Regions from separate parts of the Danio rerio genome. Here region 2 is linked to region 1. Evidence: chromatin contacts called from public Hi-C data. All regions are on one chromosome and are shown on one strand. Each heading gives the region's core, a stretch centred on a gene start, on an enhancer-like site or on the middle of the called end of the contact. The rest is flanking DNA. Distances are from core to core; before and after follow the strand shown. Region 1 has its middle 8.7 kb from the start of nr4a1. Region 2 holds the start of dgkaa (diacylglycerol kinase, alpha a).

Region 1 (5,244 bases), core at 1,235-3,734:
CTTTTATCAAAGGTTTGTGGTTTTATCAAGTTTTATGATGATTAATCTGTAAATTCTAAAAGCGGCGCAAAATAGATTATTGTAAATTTGACTGAATAGTAAACTTTAAGAATTATTTTTAATGTGTTAATATGAGATTTAATATGAGTGTTAATATGAGACAATATCTTTTCTATTCTCCACTGTAAAAATTATTGTATTATTATTATTATTATTATTATATTTTATAAGGGATTATTTTATTGTTTTATGATGATTGATAAGTAAATATAAACAGCAGTGCAAATTAATTTGACATGTAAAATTGACTCTATAATAACTATTAAAAAAAATCTGTTTTGTGTTAATGTGACATGTTCCTGTCCAATATTACATGTCCCATGCATATCGCCACTATAAATAAAAGTTATTTTTGAAGGATTGTGTCCCTTCACTTGGTTTGCAAAACTTGATGTGGCCCTCGGGTCTAAAAAGTTTGCCCACCACTGCCTTAACCCCTTTATACAAAACCATGAACCCCCTCTGGCATCCCCCCCTTCGTGGCTGATACACCACAGAATAATTAGGTTAGAGAGTATAATAAAAATGATTTGATTCTCAATCAAACATGTCAGGTGTAATAAAGTGTGAAGAACAGAAAGTGGATTGTTTAACAGCTAAATTGCCCCAATTAACAACATAACATCCTATAGGGCACAGGTGTCAAACTCAATTCCTGGGGGGCCACAGCTCTGCACAGTTTAACTCTAATCCTAGTTAAACACACCTGATCAAACTAATTGAGTCCTTTAGGCTTGTTTGAAACCTGCAGGTGTGTTGAAGCAGGGTTGCAGCCCTCCGGGAACTGAGTTTGACACCCCTGCTATTGCGGATTTTTTTTGGAGGAAAATGAGCAAGACTCTTCTGAGATAAATCTGGGGGAAAATTACAGTAGTAATCAGGAGTACAGTACATCCCGATGTTCCTAGTTCACACTACATGACTTTAAATATTGGCAGATGGTCCAATCCCCAAACACACAGTAAATAAAATGTTTAGGATACAGCCATCAGAAAGATGAACACAATTGGCTGCTTGTGTGATGATGACATCACTGACAAAGTGTTCAAAGGAGTGTTTAAAACAATCGTCAATCAGCTGAGGTATCATCGCTCATATATCTTTACGGTTCATCTGATAGTTGTGGCTTTAACATACTCTTGCATCTGTGTAAATGCAGGGTGGAGTGAGTGCATCGATGATCATTCTGGCCAATCACAGACATTTCTGTTGAGCTCCTGAACAAAGTTCACAACTTGCTCTCATTGGCTGCAACTCGTCACTACATCTGACCATACGTGTAATTGAGTTGGCCAACTGGTCTGGAATATTTAGCATGCTGAATATTGGATTTTCATCTTCGAGGTGTCGCCAATGCGTCAGTGAGCCTCTTTGATGCATTATTCAGTAGTATGCACAGATTTTCCCCAATCACAGCCCATTCTGTCGGCAAACTCAGACTCAAATCAGGCTTAAAATCCTTTAGTGTGAACTAGGCATTACGAGTTGACAGATCATAACAAGGACTACTGGTGCGTACAAGTCACATTCAGTGGCACAAGATGGCGTTGTACCTACGTTTGTTAAATTACAAGAAAACACAGCAGGGTTTAACCCTGCTTATGAAACATGAAGAGCAAAGAATTTGCATCAGATGTGTTTTGCCCACTGAGATTTATCCCACATGACTTGAACGCATCATTACAAGAAATACTTGAAACCTCCAGGCTAATGTTTTGAGGCGAGTTGGAGCTGAAGTCTACAGGACACCGGCTCTCCAGGACCAAGTTTGGTGACCCTTAGTTTTGTTGTTGCCTGCTTTTAAAAAAACCTCAAACATTGAGGAAAGATCTTGGCTTATTTGTGGAGATGACTTGCATCCATGTTTTTATAGCCAATGCTTAGCTTTTTACTTGTGTGGATAATAGGATTTGAAATCTGTAAACATGGCTGATGCTAACTTGCAGGTTGCCCTGAAAAGCATGTCGTCTTCCCAGCAAGACTTGCCACTGAGAAGAGAGGTCAGTTATTTAGCTTATTTTTGGATGAATAGTCCTTCAAGAGCAACACATGTCCTCATTAAAAGGCTGAAATAAAACTACAGTGATCAAGTTGGTGGTTTACACTTGATAGCTTGAGCTTGGAGGTACAAGGCAGCTGTCTGGCTTCAGCAGAGCCTTTTGGGACTCACGCTCTCAGTCGATATCCTCTCAAGGTCAAGATCAAGATCCTGCCAAAGTCATGAGACCTTATCTTAGCACATTTGCATATCATTACATAATCAGTGTGCTAAGCTACGGTCCAGTCGAGACAACAAACTGGCTATTCAGGGGAAGATGATATGAATTCAATCTGATTCAAAAGCCAGGCTGCGGTCAAGGCATGTTGTAGTCTGGAGAGCCACAAATTGACATACAGTACAGCGAGCTACAGATAGGGGGAGCTAACGCTGTCTCGCAGGTTAACGGCTGGACATAAATCACTTTGATTGAACAACAGGTGCCTGACTCTGAACCCTGAAACCGGCTCCACATATGTGATATATGGTTAAAAGTCCAGTGTGTGATGTTCCACAGTGCATGTTACATGAAATGAAGTGGTATGTACACATCCAAAAAAAATTCAGAGCAAGCACATGACTGAAAATATCTGAGAAGGATAACCTGACAAAACCAAAGAGGTTAGAATGTTTAGATATTTTTAAAAGTGAGTGTTGTCTTTTTCCATACAGCAGAATGTGTTATAAGGAGTAGTTAAATAACATGAGCTTCTGGTGCTCTCACCAAGGCTGCATTTGTTTTGATCCAAAACAGTGAAAAGGTTATATTTAACTTTTTTTTCCAATTTCAAGTAACACTTTTGTTTGTAAAGATTTTCTGTCTTTATTATGATAGAAAGGAAGTGTGTGAGGGAGGTGGGATGGGATTGGGAAAAGTCTGCGAGCCGGTACTCAAACTTGGTGTGCCAAGACTTATAGTTTATTATTTAAAAATATTTATACAATACAATTGTAATACTGCAATGTCCGTGATTTCAGCATCATTACTCCAATCTTCATTGATTCATTATCCTCTAGAATTCTTTATCATATGCTGGTTTACTGCACAAGAATGACTTTTAATTAAAGTTAAAATTAACTGCGCTGCTTTTCCCAAATTAAATAGTTAAACTTAGTCCTGGAAGGGCCGGTGTCCTGCAGAGTTCAGCTCCAACGACACCCTCAACACAACTGCATGGAAGTTTGAAGTGCACCTAGGAAAGCCAAGGTCACACTGGACTTTTCTTGCCATAGATTTCCATTCCATTTCCAAATGCAAGCTTGTGCGACAAGTTTCGCAGTTCGCTGCATTGCAAAGTTCAAGTTTGTTGAACTCTGCGAAAACGCATCACTTGACTGTGTGAGACCAATCAAGGATCAAAATCTGACCTCTCTGGACAGAAATTTAAAATATGGACCAATCGTTCACATTCTTGAATGTCTAATCATCTTGTTTAATCCAGCCCCTTTTCGCAGCTTCATACGACCGCACCTTAAGAGCTTGATTAGCTTGTTCAGGTATGTTTGATTACAGTTATAGCTAAACTTTGCAGGACACCCGGTCCCCTGACACCGAACTTGATTGACAGCTTGATTTAAAACATGTCTCAAACTCATTTCTGGATGGCCACAGCTTTGCAGTTTTGCTCCAGCCCTAATCAAATTCATCTGATCAAATTAATCAAGGTATTCGAGACTACTAGTGTCTAGTTGGATAACCTCAATTAGTTGGATAAGCTGTATTTGATTAGTGTTGAAACAAAAATTCCTGTGCCCTCCAGGAATTGAGTTTGACGCCTATGATTTAAAGGGATAGTTGGCAATTCTGTCATTGTTTATTCACTCTTGTTCTAAACCAGATGCACTTTTCTGTTTCTGAACACAAATTAGATTTTGAAGAATGTTGCAAACCAAGAACCTTCGACATTCATATTCACAATCAACATTCTTTGAAATGCAATATGCCACTCTTAAAAAAGCCTGACTGTCTTTGACAAAGGCAATGGACTTTGGGATAAACTGGAATGCAGATTGCAGATCAGCAGCTCACTTCACAATCTTCTCATGTCTCAACGCATACAAATCCCCAATGCAACATTCCAAAATCCAATGGAGAGTCCTGCCAGAACTGTAGAAGTGCTTAACCTTAAACCAGTTTCTTATTAATATGCTTTTCAATGAAAAGTTTAACAAGTACACAACTGATGTGGTGTTTTAGATGCATTGACAATCTTTTAAAAGCCTAGAAATGGATGTGCTAATTCACACTTTTGAAGGTACAGCAATTGCTCTAAAATGCTGGCTTATTTTGTCTACCCAACAGTCTGGGTATTTTGAGCTACGTTGACATACCAGATAGACAAACCCAACAAATGGGTTAACATTTTTGTTAAAAAAAAAAGTTACATTTTAGTTAGCTGGGCTTGTTCATATGTGACCCAAAGTTGGCAGTGTAGATATATATATATATATATATATATATATATATATATATATATATATATATATATATATATATATATATATATATATATATACATATATATATATATATATATATATATATATATATATATATATATAACAGTATTTGCTGTTCATACTACAGAAGAAGTATGCTAATTATATTTTTGCCTTGCTTGTGGAGTCACTTGCCAGCCATTGAACCATTTCAGTTTTTGTGTAGTGTATTTTTTGTACTTCTTAAAAATACTGTTGTCTTTTAATGTTGACAACACATTGTTGATCATGTTTTATAGTGCTTTTATCGAAAGTATTGCAACATTTTGTGTGATCTGTTGGTATGAAAATGCTTCTGAGGCCCAGAAGAAGTCACAGGGGAAGGTGGTAACAACAGCCAGTAAGTTGTTGGAAATAAAGCTAAAGAGCATTTATAGTATATACAAAGAAAGAGTACTAAAAAATGTGATATGTGATTGTCAATGATAAGAGACATCCTTCATCATACACCTTCCAATAGGCTATATGCGCGCTGCTAGTGTCTTTTAGCCAATGGTAAACTTCCGCTGGAAGGTTAATAAATTATAAGGTTTTAAATTTTATAAGGTTGCTTTTACAGCCTTGATATCTTAATGTGATTAAAATACAATCATTTAAATAAACTTAAGCATTCATTTTGTTGTTCAAGTGTAAAACGAGATGATAGA
Region 2 (5,244 bases), core at 985-3,484, 140 kb before region 1:
AAAATTAAGTTAGTATTTTTTTACTAATTTAATTAGATTGAGCATAAAACAATTAAGTTGTCACAACAAACTTTAAGAATTGTGTTGTTTCAGCTCATTTTAAACAAACGACAAACAAACGCCATTTATGTGAGGGTACACTGTTCCACAATTCCTTTGTTTTCCCAACACAAATTAATCAAGTTAACCTAATTGTTAGTGGATTGAACATTAAACATTTGAGTTGTCCTCAAAAAAGCCTCGAAAATTGTGTTAATTCAACTTGTATTAAATAAGTAGTTTGAACAAGCAGCAAGTCTACCTTAGTCCATTTCTGTCTATCATTTTCTTTCAATATGTCTGTTTGTCTACTAATCAATTCATTCATCTCTTCATGCATTATTCTATCTATCCATCCATTTCAGCACCATTGCAAAACTGATATTTGGATTTCATTCATATTAAAATCTAGTAAAGCAATTGCAAATGCCTGACCAGTTTAACAGTTTTTTTTTTGTTTCATGTCTCCCTAATAAATGAAATGGTCTTTAATCCCTTCCAGAAAACAAGGATTTGATTGGAGCTTTTACAATCTGGTACCAGAAATTCCTGTATCGGTTAATCAAGCATTTGGCAATCAAATATATTGAAGCTTAAAGTTCACCCAAAAAAGATCAAAACAAATAAAATCCTGTGACAAACCTGTTTCTTCTTTGAAACTACTGTGGATGTCAATACTTAAGGGTTTCCAAGATCTTCTTTTGTGGTCAACAGAAGAAACTGAATATTTGCAACCACTTGAGGGAGAGCAACTGTAGTGAGTAAAATGTTTTTTTTAGGTGAACCGTCCATTTAATTGTACATTATCCATTTAATTATGTTGTGTAACTATTAAAGCGACTAAACAGTTTAAAAGTACAGTACAGATGTGAATACATCACTGATGACAAATCCCACAACTGAAAGCTTAGCATTTTTATGAAATTACACTTTTAATAGTGCAAATGTCACACGACTGTTGACTGTGTGACCAAATATAACAGGTTCCAGTTGATTAATCTTTCACAAATAATGCCAACCCTCTATCTATCTATCTATCTATCTATCTATCTATCTATCTATCTATCTATCTATCTATCTATCTATCTATCTATCTATCTATCTATCTATCTATCTATCTCTACACTCACCGGCCACTTTATTAGGTACAGCTGCTCATTAACAAATTTCTAATCAGCCATTCACCAATCACATTGCCACAACTCAATGCATTTAGGCATGTAGACATGGTCAAGACGATCTGCTGCAGTTCAAACCGAGCATCAGAATGGGGAAGAAGGGGTATTTAAGTGACTTTGAATGTGGTATGGTTGTTGGTACCAGACTGGCTGGTCTGAGTATTTCAGAAACTGCTGATCTACTGGGATTTTCAAGCACAACCATCTCTAGGGTTTACAGAGAATGGTCCGAAAAAGAGAAAGTATCAAGTGAGCTGCAGTTCTGTGGGGCAAATGCCTTGTTGATGCCAGAGGTCAGAGGAGAATCGCCAGACTGGTTCGAGCTGATAGAAAGACAACAGTAACTCAGATTAGCACACGTTACAACTGAGGTATGCAGAAGAGCATCCCTGAACGCACAACATGTCCGACATTGAGGCAGATGCACTACAGCAGCAAAACACCACACCGGGTGCCACTCCTGTCAGCTAAGAACAGGAAACTGAGGCAACAATTCGCACAGGTGACCATGTCTGTCCATTTGTCCATCATCTGTTTATCATTCTATCTATCCGTCCATTTGGGCACAATTGCAAAGCTGGTATTTGGATTTAATTCCTATTAAAATCTCATAAGCAATCACAAAAGCCAACAGTTAGAGACTAGAAACTAGACAGTTTAAAAGTGCAGATATGACAAATCTCACAACCAAAAGCGATAACATTTTAATAATAATGACACTATTATTAGCGTAAATGTCACACCACCCTGTTGACTGCTAGTGTGTGAGCAAATATAACAAGTTTCAGTTGATTAATCTTTCACAAATACTTTCTATCTTTCTGTATATCCATCCATTTGTTCATCATTTTATCTATCCATCCATTCCAGCTCCACTACAAAACTGATACTTGGATTTGAAATATGTCTGTCTGACATCAAAGTGCTTGGTTGAGCGCGGGCGGTGCTGTGACTGTATGGGAGTGTCATTCACAGTTAGGCGTGTTCACTTCACTGTCAGTTCTCCACCGGACAAACACAGCTAAACGCTTTCTCACAGACGAAGCAGCTTCTGGCTCCTTCGCCACTCATTTACTGAATTTTTTTAAGCGCTGAAGCAGATTTTGAGTGCATCTGAATCGGGTTTTGCTCGTGGAGGTCTTGTTTTACACACAAGATAGAATCACTGTCCTGCAGACCTCAAGACATCAAGGTAACGGCAATGTTTGTTTATTATTGTGGTCGGACAAGCGAGTTTTTAGATAGTTGTCAACATTTAAAGCTGTAACAGTGATTATAAACTGTGCTACATGTAATTATAAAGCATAATTTTACAAGACTTAAAACTCACGTCTGTCCAAATGGCGCGTTCATGTTCGCGTTCGAACGTTTTTATCGATGTCTAGAATGTTGACTAACGCTAGCTGACGAATGCAATCGTAAGGAATGTGTTCTAAATTGGAATCTTCCTGACGAGTTCGGTTTCTTAAAGGTTACATTTAGAACCTATTAGTAGTTTGACGAAGACATATAGTTAAATCAGCTGCTCACTAGAGTTATTAAAGATTATGAGACAATTTCAGGCTGTAATAGAACATAGTCTAATATATAACATTTATAAAATGACTTTTGACACACATTTGTATAAGAAGCTCGATTGCAGTTTAAGTAATTGATACTGAATATTATATACACATACAGCATTTTAAAAGTTACACCTTTCACTTTTTATATGGAAGTAGTCTAATATATTTTATTGTTTTATTTTATAGTGAGCTTATCACGTGTATCTTGTCATGCAAACAGCAGTGAGTTGCAAACATAATACAGTAAAAGTTTTCCGAGGTGTAAATGATGACGAAATTAATAGGTTCATGATTCGTATTTATTCAGGTAATCTCTTGTTTTTAAGTGTTTTGAGTCACTAAAAGAACAGGCTTATAAGATTCATTCTCTCATGACACATCTCGCTGTATGTTTATGAAGCTTTAAAAACAAGCGACTCAAAAGAGTCATTTTTTCGGGAGTCGGTCTACGCTGCACTGTTCTGTATTGTTGTATATTCAGTCGCTGTATTCAATTGCATGTCAATTGCATTTGGTGGTTTTCTTCTTAATTTCTAAGTTGTCATCTTGGTATGGGAGTTTTTTTCTGAATGTTTCTAAAGATATTATGGTAAAGTTGGTTATATATTCGCACATTCTGACTTTCTCCTTAATAATATAATTTTTAGAAAAGTTTTCATTGCAAATTCTAGATGTTGAAATCATATTAGCAGCCAACAACCATCAAAGTACACCATTGTTCACAGTCAATAAAATAGTTCTAATGTTGTTGTAAAGTCATGTAATTTCAGTCTGAATATTCATAGTACCATGGTAAACAATGTATGAAGCTGTCATTGAATGAATGGAATATAATATATATGCGAATATAAAACCAAGCTTACCTGAATTCTATAGATTGTGGACCCTGAGTCATACTGTTATATGAACTGGTTGAAAAATTTTAAGTCACTGAAACAGAAGCAAAAGGCTTAGATCAGTATGTTAAAACATACAATTACATGGTTTCCCAGAGTGCTTCAAAGCACACCATGCTGAAAAAAAACAGCTTAAGGTGTTTAAATTGGTTAAGGTGGTCTCCCAAACTGAAAGGTCCCACAAACCCATTTAAAACAGACCATCAAAACCACCAGAGCTTGCTGTAAAACGCTTTTTTCTTCACCTTACCATGGTTGAAAAAGAATTTGGTGTGCTTCTTATAATATGTCACGATTATTATTTGACAGGTTTGTCTAATCTGGTTAAATAAACGTTGCATTATCTGGATTTTTCCTGTGACTTATCAATAGGTTGATGAATGTCAATATTCTAGCATTGCATAGACTGCTTCAATAATGCAAAGTTTTCTTAAATAAACTTTCTTATTATTAAAAGTTTCCAGTAATTTATGCCATTAAGTCTCATTTCATCATCATGTTTTCAACTCTTCCAGTACATTTTATATTGTGCAGTAAGTCACAACGGTTGAAGCAAACGTTCTGCTCCAGTGCATTTACACCTTATTGTCAAATTGCTTGCATAGTCAATCATTCTTGTTTTTCCACTCTTGCTCCTGCTATACACTGACCAGAATGTATCCTTATCAGCGCAGCTTGCGTGTATTTTAGTTTTTCAATTTTGTATATCTGACTCATTTGAAACTCTTCACTAAATCTGTGGACGTCCCTAAAGAAATTAAAAGTCCTAATTTAGTCTTTCATTCTCTCCAGAGCTCTAGGCTTATACGTGATAATGGTAACTCGTTCTCTGAGGGATCTCTAGCCCTATGGGCTTGGCTAAAAAATCACAGGATTGGTTTACTCTTTTCCCAGTAATCTTCTGTTTTTTTATAACTCATGAGCCAAACTGAACTTAGGAACTGGACTGTTTTTTCCCCCAAACCTCAATTATCATCTGACTGCATTTACACAACAGGGACAGATGAACGTCTAGCTTTGTCAATGGAATGTGGGTCAATATCCATTTAAAGACAAATTTCCTCACTTTTAACAGAGCGAGTGCTAAGTACTTATTAATCTCTAAAAAGTGGGTGAACAGATACTGGAAACTGCTGCTGTAAAGTGCTTGTGTTTTCCCATTTCCACTCTGTGGGCAGTAAACAGCACCATGTTCTCTGGCTTGTATAGTTGGAAACCAAAATGGTGCAGATTCCCAAGAGTATCAGGCCTGCAGACAGAAGAAAATGAAACATTAGGAGCCAAAAAGATATCACGGTTCTCACTAGTGTATTTATGGAGGGTTAAGATTACAGCAATGGTTTTTGGTTCTGAATGATGGACAGTTTACTTTACAAAAAAAAGTGATTCATGATTCAGACTGGGGCCGGCAAGGTAGATCGGTGGTTAGCACTGTTACCTCACAGCAAGTAGGTTGCTAGTTCGAGTCCCGGATGGGCCAGTTGGCATTTCTGTGTGGAGTTTGCATGTTCTCCCCGTGTTTGCGTGGGTTTCCTCCGGGTGCTCTGGCTCCCCCCACAGTCCAAA

What was found. Hi-C and Micro-C count contacts between places; a contact is called where the count stands out from the background.
Region 2: a Hi-C map of an unstated tissue shows a contact between it and region 1, with 2.9 times the contacts expected there. The contact joins the promoter of dgkaa here to the enhancer-like site in region 1. A contact is called at or near these places in 2 of 18 Hi-C or Micro-C datasets (caudal fin and an unstated tissue).

The regions. Positions count from the first base shown.
Region 1 is chr23:35,106,876-35,112,119 of GRCz12tu, reverse strand. It overlaps a transcript of nr4a1 not described here. Among named protein-coding and RNA genes, the nearest start is that of nr4a1, 8.7 kb to the right of the region's middle. Within about 2 kb of position 2,484, at least 6 of the 62 cell types and tissues checked have an H3K27ac peak or open chromatin away from gene starts, as enhancers often do.
Region 2 is chr23:35,245,341-35,250,584 of GRCz12tu, reverse strand. dgkaa (diacylglycerol kinase, alpha a) reads left to right here and starts at 2,234. Exons shown (of 24, transcript NM_001045315.1): 1 at 2,234-2,409.